2 separate regions of the Pan troglodytes genome follow, and region 1 is linked to region 2. Evidence: chromatin contacts called from public HiChIP or PLAC-seq data. All regions are on one chromosome and are shown on one strand. Each heading gives the region's core, a stretch centred on a gene start, on an enhancer-like site or on the middle of the called end of the contact. The rest is flanking DNA. Distances are from core to core; before and after follow the strand shown. Region 1 holds the start of POLR3D (RNA polymerase III subunit D). Region 2 holds the start of BMP1 (bone morphogenetic protein 1).

What was found. HiChIP or PLAC-seq counts read pairs in DNA pulled down with a chosen protein or histone mark.
Region 1: a contact with region 2 is called in an H3K4me3 HiChIP or PLAC-seq map of stem cell-derived excitatory neurons, with 2.1 times the contacts expected there. The contact joins the promoter of POLR3D here to the promoter of BMP1 in region 2. A contact is called at or near these places in 1 of 7 Hi-C or Micro-C datasets (stem cell-derived neural progenitor cells) and 1 of 1 datasets of contacts at active chromatin or transcription factors (stem cell-derived excitatory neurons).

What each region holds. Positions count from the first base shown.
Region 1 is chr7:30,573,169-30,579,293 of NHGRI_mPanTro3-v2.0_pri, reverse strand. POLR3D (RNA polymerase III subunit D) reads right to left here and starts at 4,645. Exons shown (of 9, transcript XM_001155075.8): 1 at 4,544-4,645; 2 at 4,113-4,282; 3 at 2,467-2,510; 4 at 1,727-1,878; 5 at 1,458-1,582; 6 at 1,085-1,253; 7 at 425-690. The coding sequence starts at 4,277. It overlaps MIR320A (microRNA mir-320a), which reads left to right and starts at 4,684; the gene lies at 4,684-4,764.
Region 2 is chr7:30,490,067-30,496,241 of NHGRI_mPanTro3-v2.0_pri, reverse strand. BMP1 (bone morphogenetic protein 1) reads right to left here and starts at 1,568. Exons shown (of 21, transcript XR_010159434.1): 1 at 1,189-1,568. It overlaps SFTPC (surfactant protein C), which reads right to left. Exons shown (of 8, transcript XM_009454975.4): 3 at 4,866-4,960; 4 at 4,004-4,162; 5 at 3,534-3,656; 6 at 3,190-3,300; 7 at 2,685-2,835; 8 at 2,257-2,470. The coding sequence ends at 2,695.

The sequences.
Region 1 (6,125 bases), core at 3,396-5,895, 80 kb before region 2:
TCCCCCACCTCAGCCTCCCAAGTAGCGGGGACTACAGGCACACGCCACCATGCCTGGCTAATTTTTGTATTAGCCATGGTGTCACCATGTTGCCCAGGCTAGTCTCGAACTCCTGGGCTCAAGTGATCCTCCTGTCTCAGCCTCCCAAAGTGCTGGGATTAGAGGCATGAGCCACCGCACCTGGCCATATGTTCTCTCATTTGTGTTTGAAATATTTCCTTATAAGAAGTGAACACACACCCCCACAACACATACACAATTGGGGTTGGAGGTACAAAGCCCCATGGCTCTTGTAGGCGTCAAGAATAACCACCCATTATTGTCCCATTTCAGCCAGGGTGACACGGCTTTGCTTCCCACTACAGGTCACCACTTCCCCTCCCAGTCCCCAACTTGATTCCCGCAGGCCTCTGTCTGAGCATACTCGGTCTTTCTCCTGCTTGATGAGCACCACCTGTCCGTCCTCGCCCTGCACCTCTGTCTTGATAGGCTTGATGTCCTGGGTGGGTGGCTGGCCAGGGAGGGTGTCTGGCAGCTGCAGAAACAGCAGTTCCTCTTCCTTGGTGAGGCTCAGCTCCCTCAGCAGCTCTGCCACAGATACATCCTTCGGGAGGCCTGGAGTCTTCCTGGCTGCTTTGGGAGGAGCCTTCATCTTGGCCTCTTCCTCCTCATCTCGTGGCTCCTCTTTCACTGCCCGGGTGATAGACATGGAATGCTATCACGTGACCACCCTCCATACCAGCTCACTGTTACCAGCCCTTTGCCCCTGTCTGCTCCACTGTCACTCAGCCAGGGAGTGAGAAGGAGGCACCAGTTATAGAGAGGGGCAAGAGGCAACACGTTCAAGTCTCACGTGACTTATCTAAAAAGGGACATCTGAGGCTGGGCCCACTGCTCCCTGTCAACACAGGAACCCTCTGCGAGGGAGAATGGAGCATCTTTGTTCAGCTCATGTATCTTACAGCCGGAACGGGAGGACCTGCTCATGAGCAGCAGTCAGGGGCACATGCAAGGGATGCCTGATGCAAGGGATTCCTGGGGAGCAGCCATGGAATTGGAGATGAGAAGTTAACCGACAGAGTACCTTTCACAGCAGGTATGTCCACCTCCATGTCCTCTTCCTTGGGGCCAGCCAGCCAAGGTTTAACATCTGGTTCGTCATTTTCTTCCTTAAAAAGCCATCCTGAGTGAGCCAGCGGCAGCTGCACAGGCATATTTCGAGTGTCGTTCCTCAGGCCGGGGTCATCGAGGAACTGCCAAAGAGAGTCTGGGTCATCCAGCCTGCTGGCACATGCACCTGGATCAAAGTCTGCTTTAGTCCCTTTCTAACCAAAGATTCCTGCTGCTCCCCAGGATTCCAGGACATCAGTAAGCTCTTCTACCCCTCACCTGGCTCCCCAGAAGCCCTGTTCTACAGCCACAAGGAAACCCCTTCCCCCCAGCCTCCTGGTACCCACATCGTCCTTCTCCAGCATACGCAAGATCTGTTTAGTTTCTTCGTCTGTCTCTCTCTTCTCTTTTTTGATGTTGATGATATGAGAAGGTCCCATGTCTGACACATCCACTGTCTTATCCCAGTTCCCTGTGGGAAATCACCCAGGTCACTAGGGATCGATAAGGAAGATGCCAACAGCAAGGAAAACGGAAATGGGAGTGGGGAAATTCCACTGTTCTCGCCCTTCTCTTGGGCAGTCTGAACTGAAATTCACTGATTCCTTCCTTATACCTTTTTTCTTCATCATTTCGGCTGGGCCCTGCTCAAAGATGGAGTGAGACTGGATCACTTCTGGACGGCCTCGCCCTCGTCCATGCCCCTCTCGTTGTCGGTCTCTGTCTCTTTCACGCTTCTCCTTCTTGACAGTTACTTCTTCCTTGGGCCTGGAAAAAAGAATGGATTAAGGGAAACCACTCACTCACTGTGTCTCCAAAATCTGGCCTTACTCTCCCATACCACTTCACTCCAAGACAGTGGAGAGTTTGAGCCAATAATTACACCATGAGAAGCAGAATCCAATCCTAATTCTAGCACTTTTCTCACTTCCTTGATGAGGCAGGATTTTTTCAGTTTGCTTTACTTTACCTTCTTGTCCAAAAATGTAGATTTTTGTTTGCATTGGGACTGAAAGCAGGAAGGCAGAAATGCAAAGGAACTTCAGGGAAAGTGTGATACATCTTTGTTTAAACTATTGGCTCTCAACTCGGGCAACAAAGAGAATCACTCCATTCTACTGCCAGCAAGTTAAATCACAATTTCTAAAGATGGAACCCTAGACACCAGTATTTATTTATTTATTTATTTTTTAAAGCTTGCAGAATCACCTAGGAGCCAGGGTTGAAAATCACTAGTGAAAAGAACTAAAGATATAAATTTAAATTTTGGAGCTACAAACCTAGTTATTTCCCCCAAAGCCCCAAATTCAGAGCAAGTAAATAAGGGGCAAGTATTCAGAAGGCCTAGCTACTTACTCTTCCTTGATCTTCCGACTGATGATATTTGGGGTGAAGGTTTTCTGAAAGCAAAATACAGGAGTCACTGATGTGTTAGGTTCTGACCCCAAAGTACAGAGGAAAATAAAAATTCCCAAAGGGCATCTTCTACAGACCAAGGCCACCATGGCTCTCGTTGGCACATTCCATAGTGTTGTCAGTTTTATAGATACACATGTGCCTGAAAAGGAGGAATGTCATAGTGTGGTAGCAGTGGAGTTACACATAGAAGGGGGCACCAAAACCCACTTTTAACCAGCAGCCTTAGGTTCTGCCTCTGAAAGAAGATCCTCTGGGACTTCTAAAAGCAAAGGAATTTCTCTGGTCTCACCTCTTCTCTTCAAACTGCTATAGAGACCAGTCAGTATCATGGGGGAACAGCTCTAGCAGCAAGGCCTAAGTAGGGAAGGCCATAGATCTGCCAACACTCTCAATCAGGTGACTATGGACTGTCACCACAATTTTCCAAGGCAAAGTTAGGTTTTTAAAAACTGCTTTATGGCTGGGCGTTGTGGCTCATGCCTGTAATCCTAGCACTTTGGGAGGCCAAGGTGGGTGGATCACGAGGTCAGGAGTTCAAGATCAGCCTGGCCAAGATGGTGAAACCCATCTCTACTAAAAACTACAAAAATTAGCTGGGCGCGGTGGCGGGCCCCTGTAATCCCAGCTACTCGGGAGGCTGAGGCAGGAGAATCGCTTGAACCCGGGAGGCGGAGGTTGCAGTGAGCTGAGATGGTGCCTCTGCACTCCAGCCTGGGCGACAGAAAGAGATTCCGTTAAAAACAAAACAAAAAAACAAAAAACTGCTTTATTCGGCCAGGAGCGGTGGCTCACACCTATAATCCCAGCACTTTGGGAGGCCGAGGCAGGTGGGCGGATCACAAGGTCAGGGGTTCAAGAACAGCCTGGCCAACATGGCAAAACCCTGTGTCTACTAAAAATACAAAAATCAGCTGGGCATGCTGGCGGGCGCCTGTAATCCCAGCTACTCAGGAGGATGAGGCAGAAGAATCGCTCAAACCTGGGAGGCAGAGGTTGCAGTGAGCTGAGATCGTGCCATTGCACTCCAGCCTGGGGGACAACAGCGAGACTTCCTCTCAAAAAAAACCAAAACCAAAACCAAAACCTGCTTTGTTCTTCTGTCATCCTGACCCCACCCCTTTCTGGGCTACTCTTGACATCCACAGTCATACACACGGGAGAGGCCACAGAGCCTCGAATGCCATGCCTAGGATTCATCATACTCTAGATAAAAAGTTTGCACACAGAGATGGTGAATTCTGAACCCTCTAAGACTGCGAAGTTTATGCCTGTCTGGCTTTCATGGGTTTCTTAAAGATGTCCAAACACACAATAAAAGTAAATAAACACTGTTCAAATTGCTTTTGAACGACTTTAACTTATTAGGATTCTCTGCCCTTCAACCACCTCTGGGAGTCATTTCAACATCTTGTACTCAGTACCTAGATTTGAAGGTAGGACAGACTCCCTAGAATTTAAAGAGGGGTAGGCTTGAGGCCCAACGACAGTCCTGACACACAGTAGGTCCTACACAAACATTAGTTGAATCCTGGGGCTTGGAATTCAAGGTAGTTGAGTTTCTTTAGAAACGCGCCGTTGGGTACCTTCTTGACTCCCCCGAGGGTGAGGTCCCTGGAACGGATGGAGGGAAGGCGGCCGGGGGTGAGGGGAGGCGCCGGCCGCCGCCCGATGAGCCCCCGGGCCCCAGTCAGGAGAGGTCGGGGCCCTCCCGGCGTGCTGGGCTCGCCGGCGGCGTTTCCTTCCGACATGTTGCCTGGGAGAGAAGGGGCGACGAGATCACCAGAGGGGACTGACACGAGGACCCTGGCGGAACCCCACCCCCTTGCTTTCCGGTCCCCCAGTCGGTGCGTCCCTCCAGTGGCCTCTCAGCTCCTCCCCTCCCACGTGGGGAGACTCCCGGGACCACCCAGGTGAGAGCCTTTGGCTCGCGACACGCCCTCTCCAGGAACCCCGCCCAGGAACCAGACAGGGACGCACCCGGGCCGCGGCTCCACACCGCGCGTCACAACCTCACCTGCAACGCGACCCGCCGCCAGCCTTCGGTCTCCGCGCCGGGCGGAAGTCTGCGTGGCAGGGCCTGGGCGCCGCCATCTTGGCGCGGGACGGAAGTGACGTTCGGGGGGCGGGACTGGGCCACAGTATTTATCAGGCGGCGCTTCGCTCCTCTCCGCCTTCTCTTCCCGGTTCTTCCCGGAGTCGGGAAAAGCTGGGTTGAGAGGGCGAAAAAGGATGAGGTGACTGGTCTGGGCTACGCTATGCTGCGGCGCTTGGGGGTCTTGGCCTCCGGGCGGTGGCGTGGAGGCGCCAAGATCAGGGTCCCGGGTCTTGTCGGCCACCACGCCGCAATGTGAGGATTCGCCTCGGCGGAGCCCCTGGGAGCTTGGGGGTAGCTGCTCGGGATGGGGCGAGGGGCGCGGCGCGGCGCAGAGAGTGAGACCTGGACTTAAGAGTCGGGGAGTCCTGGGCCACACCGAGCCCTGTCTGCGGGTTCTCCATGGTGACCTTGGAGTGGTCACTACCTCCGGGCAGCGACCTCGCCCACTTTCGGGGACCCCTTCCCTGTGCTCCTGGTGGAGTCCTGGGGTGAGGCTGTGGGGGCAGCTTGGAACAGCCGCAGTGGACCAACCGGTGCCCAGTCACACCCGCTTCAGATCACGAAGGCGGTGGCCTCGTGTGCGCTCTTGGTCAAAGCCTGGAGGGAATTGGAATACCAAGTTTGCTCTACTGCTGGAGGAATTTAAAGAACTTTTGTTGACTCCAGCGTTTGTGATTTAACATAAAAAGTGTCATTTAATGTTATCCCCCATCCCCCAGACCGTATAAAAACCATGTAACAATATTATGGGGAGTTTGAGGAAAGGAAATCATTTCTACCAGAATGCCACGTAGAGTACTACTATTAAAAATTTTGTAATGTATCTAGTAGTCTTCACAGAGTTGTATCACAATTTCATGTCCTTTTTCTTTTCTTTTCTTTCTTTCTTTTTTTTTTTTTTTTTCTTTTTTTTGTTGAGACGAGGTTTCTCTCTGTTGCCCAGACGGGAGTGCAGTGGTGCGATCAACACACCGCAACCTCTGCCTCCCAGGCTCAAACCATACTTCCACCTCAGCCTCCTGAGTAGCTGGGACTACAAGTGCATGCCACCACGCCCGGCTAATTTTTTCTTTTTCTTTTTTTTTTTTTTTTTTTTTTTTTGTATTTTTCGTAGAGACGGGGTTTCACTATGTTGCCCAGGCTGGTCTTGAACTCCTGAGGTCAAGTGATCCCACCCGCTTCGGCCTCCCAATGTGCTGGGATTACAGGCATCAGCCACCGCGCCTGGCCTGTATCCTCCTTTTTCAAATAACATTTCTCTGTTGCGACATCAAAGACTGCGTAGTTCTCCAGTGGCTGTATCATGATTTAAGTATTTCCCTGATTGTTTCTTTTTTCCCTGTTTTAAATAATGCTGCAGTGAATGTCTGGTACATTCGACTTGCTTTTTTTCGATTTTCTTTTTGTTTTTGTTTTCTTTTGGATTATATTCCCGGGATAGATTTCCCATCCTGGGATAACTGGCCAAAAGAAGATTTTTTTTTTAAGTAAATATTTGGGA
Region 2 (6,175 bases), core at 319-2,818:
ATGGTCTCTTATTCCTGCCTGTGGGCCACCCTCCCAGGAGAGTCCCTGAACAGGGTCTCCAGAGCCAGGACTAGAGCAACCTGCCCCTCCGCCCCTCGTGCCCCACACAGGCAGTCCAGTTCTAGCAACTATGCCACTTCCCCTGGCTCTGGCTATTTGGAGATGAGCTGAAGTCAGAGAGGCAGGAAGTCAAGGAAAAGTTCTGATATCTTGTCCCTGTGTGTCCCCAAACAGCCTGCCCAGGGTCATCCAATCAGGCAAATGGCCCGAGTGCCTGGCCATCTGGTCACTCCAGGGGCAGGACCCTTCTGGGCTCAGCAGGAGTGAAGGGGTTACATAGAGTCTTCAGAGACAAAGAACACACACACACATACAGGCAAACACACACTCCGGGGTCCTGACCTCAGCTAATTAGCCTCTGGTGTCTCGGGGGTGACAGAGCTGATATACAATATCTGGGTTCTCTTTGTATTTTCCCTCTTTCCACCCCAACTTGGCCTTGGCGGGGGTCTCCGGGCACATAGGGACAAAGTTAAGTCCCCCTTCTGGGTTGGCTTCTCTGACTTTGACAGCTGTCTCCTAAGTCCCAGAAAGCTTCAGCTACTGGTTAAACTACGGGATACCCAGAGAGCACGATCTCAGGGAATCCCTGGAAAAACTTTCTTCTTCCACTTGGGCTGGGTGGTGGCCGGGGGACCTGCTCCTTGGAGACTCAGGCCTCCCAGATCCAAGCCAGACAGATGTGCAGCCCCAGGGCAGCCCAGACAGGCTGGAAAACACCCAGCTCCTGGAGCAGGAGAGATGGGGGAGAAGGGGAAAGAACACACACACACACACACACACACACACACACACACACACACGCACAGGAGTTTGGCCAGAAAAGTTTCCTACAGAAGGAAAAGCCGCATTGCCCGCCGGTTTTCCCCGGACGCAAGGAGACTTCCTCTGGAATCCTCCGGGAAGATGAGAGGCAGCGGCAGCAGCTTCCACCAACAGCAGCAAAACTTCAGTCCGAAAAGTCCCCCAAATCCCCCTCCCTCTCCCCCTCGTTCTTTTGTTCCCCACTGCATTGCCAACCAGGCAGCTCCCGGCTTCCCACACTGGACTGTCCTCCCCCAACCCCAAGCCCGAACCCGCCCGCGCCTCCCCGCCTGGCCCGTCGCCGGGGGGCCGGGGGGCGCTCACCCGCCTTGCAGGGGTCTTTGTAGTTGAGGGGCTCCGAGTCGTCCTCCTCCGCCAGGTCATAGGTGTAGTCGGCCAAGTCCAGCGGCCGGCCGGGACGCGGGAGCAGCAGCAGCCCGAGCAGCAGCGGCAGGCGGGCCACGCCGGGCATGCTGGCGGGGCGGCGGCGAGGGAAGCGGGGCACTGGAGGCCAGGGGAGGGCGTCCTCTCGCCCACTTGCTTGCTCGTTCGCGACCGCGACCGCTCCCGCCCTCGCTCCCCGACCTCTTCCCCTTCCCTCTGCTCGCCTCCCTCCTTCCTGTCTCCCGCCCCCCGCTCGGCCCGCGGCTCCGCGCTCGTCCTCGGGCTCCAGCCGTCTCCCTCTCCCTTTCCTTCTTTTTCTCTCTTTCTTTCTCTCCCTCCCTCCCTCCCTCCGACTCCCCCCCCCCCTTTTTAGGGAAATGAGCTCGCTGGAGGGCGGGTTTTCGCCCGAGCTCTGCCCCCCTCGGGGCTGGGACAGTGCTCAGCCGGGCCGGGCCGTGCGCCAGCCGGGGCGGGGAAGGCGGAGAGCCGCGCGCCCGGGGAGGGGGCTCGGGCCGCCCGGGCCGCGGGCCGCGAGGCCGGGGCTGGAGCTCGGGCCCCGGGGTGCCGGGAGGGCTGTCGCTCCTGAGGTGCCCTCTAGCGGCGGCCTCCCCCGCGGGCGCGCGGCCGAGCCCCCGCCCCGCCGCGGGACACGCTGTCAGGTCCTCGCGCCGCCCCTGCCCCGCGCCCCCGCCTCGGGTCGGTCTCTCCGCCTGCGTCTCCCTATCTCCCCTTCTTGGACCCTCGCTCTCTCGCGTCTCGCTCTCTGCGCTCTGTCTCTCTCGCTGTCTTGGTGTCTCTCCCTCCTCCGGAGACGCCGCTGGAGGGCGCCGAAAGCCCGTGGATGGCTCCCTGCGAGCCCCTCTCCCCCGCCGAGGTGGACCCAGTGTCCCAGCGCCCTGGGACAGAGGGCGAATGGCAAACCCCACTTTGCTCTGCCAAGGCCCTTCCCTTCTTGGCCGGCCCCCGCCAGGGCAGGACTGCGCCCTGCAGGAAGACAGAAGCAGACCCTTTGCTTTTCAATCAGGCTGCTTTATTCTGTTGTGGCAGGAGTTCCCGGGCCCCTGGGCGCCACCTCTGCCCACTCCCATCCTCTCCCCAAGCTCCCATTTCTCCAGGGCTTGTCCCTGCGGTGTGGGCAGAAGCAGCTTCTTGCCCGTCTGCAAAAGCTGCAAAAGACCCTTTTCCCGGGGCGTTTCCTTTCCCCTTGGGGCTTCCACTGACCCTGTGAAGCAAAGGAATGTTGAGGATGGACAGAGAGAGTCAGGAGAGTGGGAAGTACCGGTCTGTGAGCTTCCCCTCCCGCGAGTTGCCTGGATGACCCCGCTTCAGTGGACGCCCCAGCGCCTGGTCAGCGCGACCGCTCCTCCACAGCCCGGGAAGGTGGCCCGAGCGCTCCTCCGCTGCTGATCAGGGGCCCTGGGATCACACCTGCTCACCGGAGGCGTCCTAGATGTAGTAGAGCGGCACCTCGCCACACAGGGTGCTCACGGCCATGCCCAGGAAGGCCGGGTCCCCTCCGGAGGGTGCTGAGCCTGCATCTCGCCCCTCTGCCTGGCCCAGCTTAGACGTAGGCACTGCGGGCTTGGCCTGCAGAGAGCATTCCATCTGGAATCTAGGAAGTGAGTTTCTATCCCATGTGCAGCCCTTATTGTGGGACTTCAGGTATATCAGGCAATCTCTCTGAGCCTCAGTTTCCTCATCAGTAAAGAGGGGCTGTGCTAGAGTCAGAAGCCACCAGGTAGTGAGTGGACTCAGCTGAGCCCAGCAGCTTGGCAGTGGGGTGGGAAGGAAAGGAGTCGTGCAGGGGAATAGGAGAGGGGCAGTCAGCTGGCAGCCAATGAGGAACAGTGCTTTACAGGTGACAAATAGCCACCATTCGGACACTCCTCCCAGCAGCCCTGGGAGGGAGACAGCCCACTCTTTTCACCCACACACACACACCTGGAAGTTCTGGACTTTTCTAGTGAGAGCCTCAAGACTGGGGATGCTCTCTGGAGCTATCTTCATGATGTAGCAGCAGGTGCCAGGGGCTGGCTTGTAGGCGATCAGCAGCTAGGCACAGAATGCTGGAGATCATTCGGGGGTCCCTGCCCTGCTCTCTCCCTGACCCAGGTCCTTAGCCACCTCCCTCTAGGTTGGGCACGGGAGTCATACTAGAATCTGGGGCTCAGGCAAAAAAGGGCTGGAGGAGAGGGAGAGATGGATGTGGATGAAGTGGCCCAGCTGGGTGGCTCTAGCAGAGCCTTGTCATTGGTCCCAGGGTCAGGAGGTCTGGGCATACCCACCTGCTGGTAGTCATACACCACGAGGCCAGTGGAGCCGATGGAGAAGGTGGCAGTGGTAACCAGGTGCTCACTCAGGGCCAGGCGTTGCTGGGCTTCCGGCGCCCCAATGCTCATCTCCAGAACCTGGGGAAAGGGCATGGAGCTGCCTGGTCTTCCCCTTTCCTACTCAGCCTGTGGTACCCATCCCCATACTCAGGCCTCTGTACTCAAATGCGCTTCCCTCTTTCCCAAGAGTTCAGGGAGGCTGAGTGGAACCAGGTGCTGGAGGGAGCTGGCTGTCCTGCTGTGGGGCAGGGGCCTTGTGGAAAAGCCTGAGCTGGGTTGCTGCCTGGTTCGTGCCTCTTTCCTTCTAGCTGTGCCCCTTGCCTCCTCCCCTCCACTCCCCTTGGACAGTTTCCTATCGCCCATCCCACCTAGCCCCTCTGTCTGGCATGTCCTGTGCCCACTGCCGTGCATCCCACACCTCTCACCATCTCCGTGTGTTTCTGGCTCATGTGGAGACCCATGAGCAGGGCTCCCACAATCACCACGACGACGAGGACCACCACCACCACCACGATAAGAAGGCGTTTCAGGTGCACTGGGCAGCAGGGAATGCCAAATCGGCCCCGGGGAGCTGCGGAGTAGTCCTGACACGGTGGGGCAGGCAGGGAGACAGGCATGAGGTCATGAGGCTGTCCCCTCTTCTCCCTATACAAGCTGAACACCCTCCCACGGCTGCCTAGGGCTGGACAGCCGATGCGATGGTTGGACAGGGAAGGGCTAAGGAGATCAGAGAAGGCTTCTTGGAGGAGGTGGCCTGGATTCTAACAAACCCATAGACACATAGAAGTTTAGAAGCAGGGTCTAGTTTTGAGGGACCCAAGAGCGCCTGCTTCACCTGTCTCTCCCTGCTGCTTCCCCTAGCCATGGTCAGCCCCTCTCTCTCCCCAAGTGATCACCTCCATGCAGTGATACAGAGTCTCCCTCCTTCCTGGAATGCCTTCCTCCTTCTCCACCGGGCGAGCTCCTCCTTGTTCTGGCTCCAGCTCGTATGTGGTTTTTCTCTGAGAAGTGTCCCCTGACTTCTGAAGTTTCTCATGGCTTCTGACTTGGGGCTGTCTACGGACAGCCCTTTCTACGGACCCCTATAGTGGCTCTTGGCCCACAAACAGCTCCCCAAGGATCCCTGGCTTAGTGGTCTTGGTGTCCCCATCCTGACTTATCACAGTCCTAGGTTAGTTGAGTGAATGGATCTGGATAAGGAAACAGGCCAGGGAGGATAGAGGAGGCAGGGCCCATCACACACATGTGCGCACGCACACATACATACACACACGCAACCACACTCACCGGCGGGCTCTCCATCAGGACCTCTTTGCTGCCCACATCCATCTTGCTGCAGGTGCTATGCTCTCCTCTCCTCCTCTCCCAGGTGTGACCAGGGTCTTATATGTGTCCGTAGGGAGAGGGGACAGAGGTGAAGGACCAAGCCCCCTGTGTGCCAGCCAAGCCCTTGGCTTTGAAGCCTGTTTGTTCCTGGCCCTCCAGAACCGAAGCCCAGATAAGCCCCCTGTGAGAGCCCCCAAGGGTCCTTGGCCCTGGCACATGAGTCCTCTTGGCCCCAGCAAGAGCAAACCTGGGTGAGTTGAGCAAACTTGCCCTCGGGCCATCTGCACTTCTCACCGTGGGTGTCTTCCTGGCGTGCCTGCCTTCCTTGCTGGCACCTGCCCCTGCTGCCCTGTGGCTTTCCTTATTCTTCTACCAGCCTGAACCTTTCAGGTGGCCAAGGGTCTGACCATCATATTTCCCAACAGAATTTCTAGATGCATAGGGATGCGCTCCAGGAAGAGCGTTCTGGAGGCAGCACCTATAGACTCTGAGAGGACTCTGCCCAAGGCAGGAGGTGCTTTGACATCAGTTTTGGGGGTTTCATAAATGTGCATTTCCCTGCAAGGACCAGTTCCAACTTCAAGCACTCTTTCCCTTACCTTGCCTCCTCCCACATATCTGGTACCAACCTCAAACTTGCCCCCAGTGATTATTTTCCTAATTCTGGAAACTCTGTCCCCACTGGTGGCAAGCTCTTACTCATGTGCAGTGCTTCCTTCTTTGCTCTGGGCTTGTCTGTCAATTGCAGGCTGTGCTGATGGCAGATTCCAGGTCTGACACTGCTTTCTTCTGCCCGGACAGCCCTGCACAGGGCTGGCTCTGGTCACTGGTGGGCTCCCAGTCTCCCCATCCTCGAATCAGCTCACTCACCCTGTGGTCTACACCCTACCCCTCTAGACTCCCCTTTCTACATCCTCTGATCCTAAATTTGCCCTGAGAATAATACTCACCCAAATACGATCAACTTTGAGGACTGTTTCCTTCTCTTTTCTCTGTCTTTCCTAGTGCCTTCCCAAAGCCATCTCTATGTATTTATGAGGTCAAATCTGCCAATGACTTTGGGCTGGCTCACCCTTTCTCTCAGGTTCCCTTTCACTCCTTGGGCCAGGTGGTCTCTAAAGTCCCTTCACCTCTAAACTCAGGTGACTGTGGCAGAGTCCAGGCCTGGGCTCGCTCCCTTAACCTCCTATCCTTTTGTTTTGTTTTGTTTTGTTTTGTTGTGAGACAGGGTCTCACTTTATCACCCAGGCTGGCATGCAGTAGCGAGATCA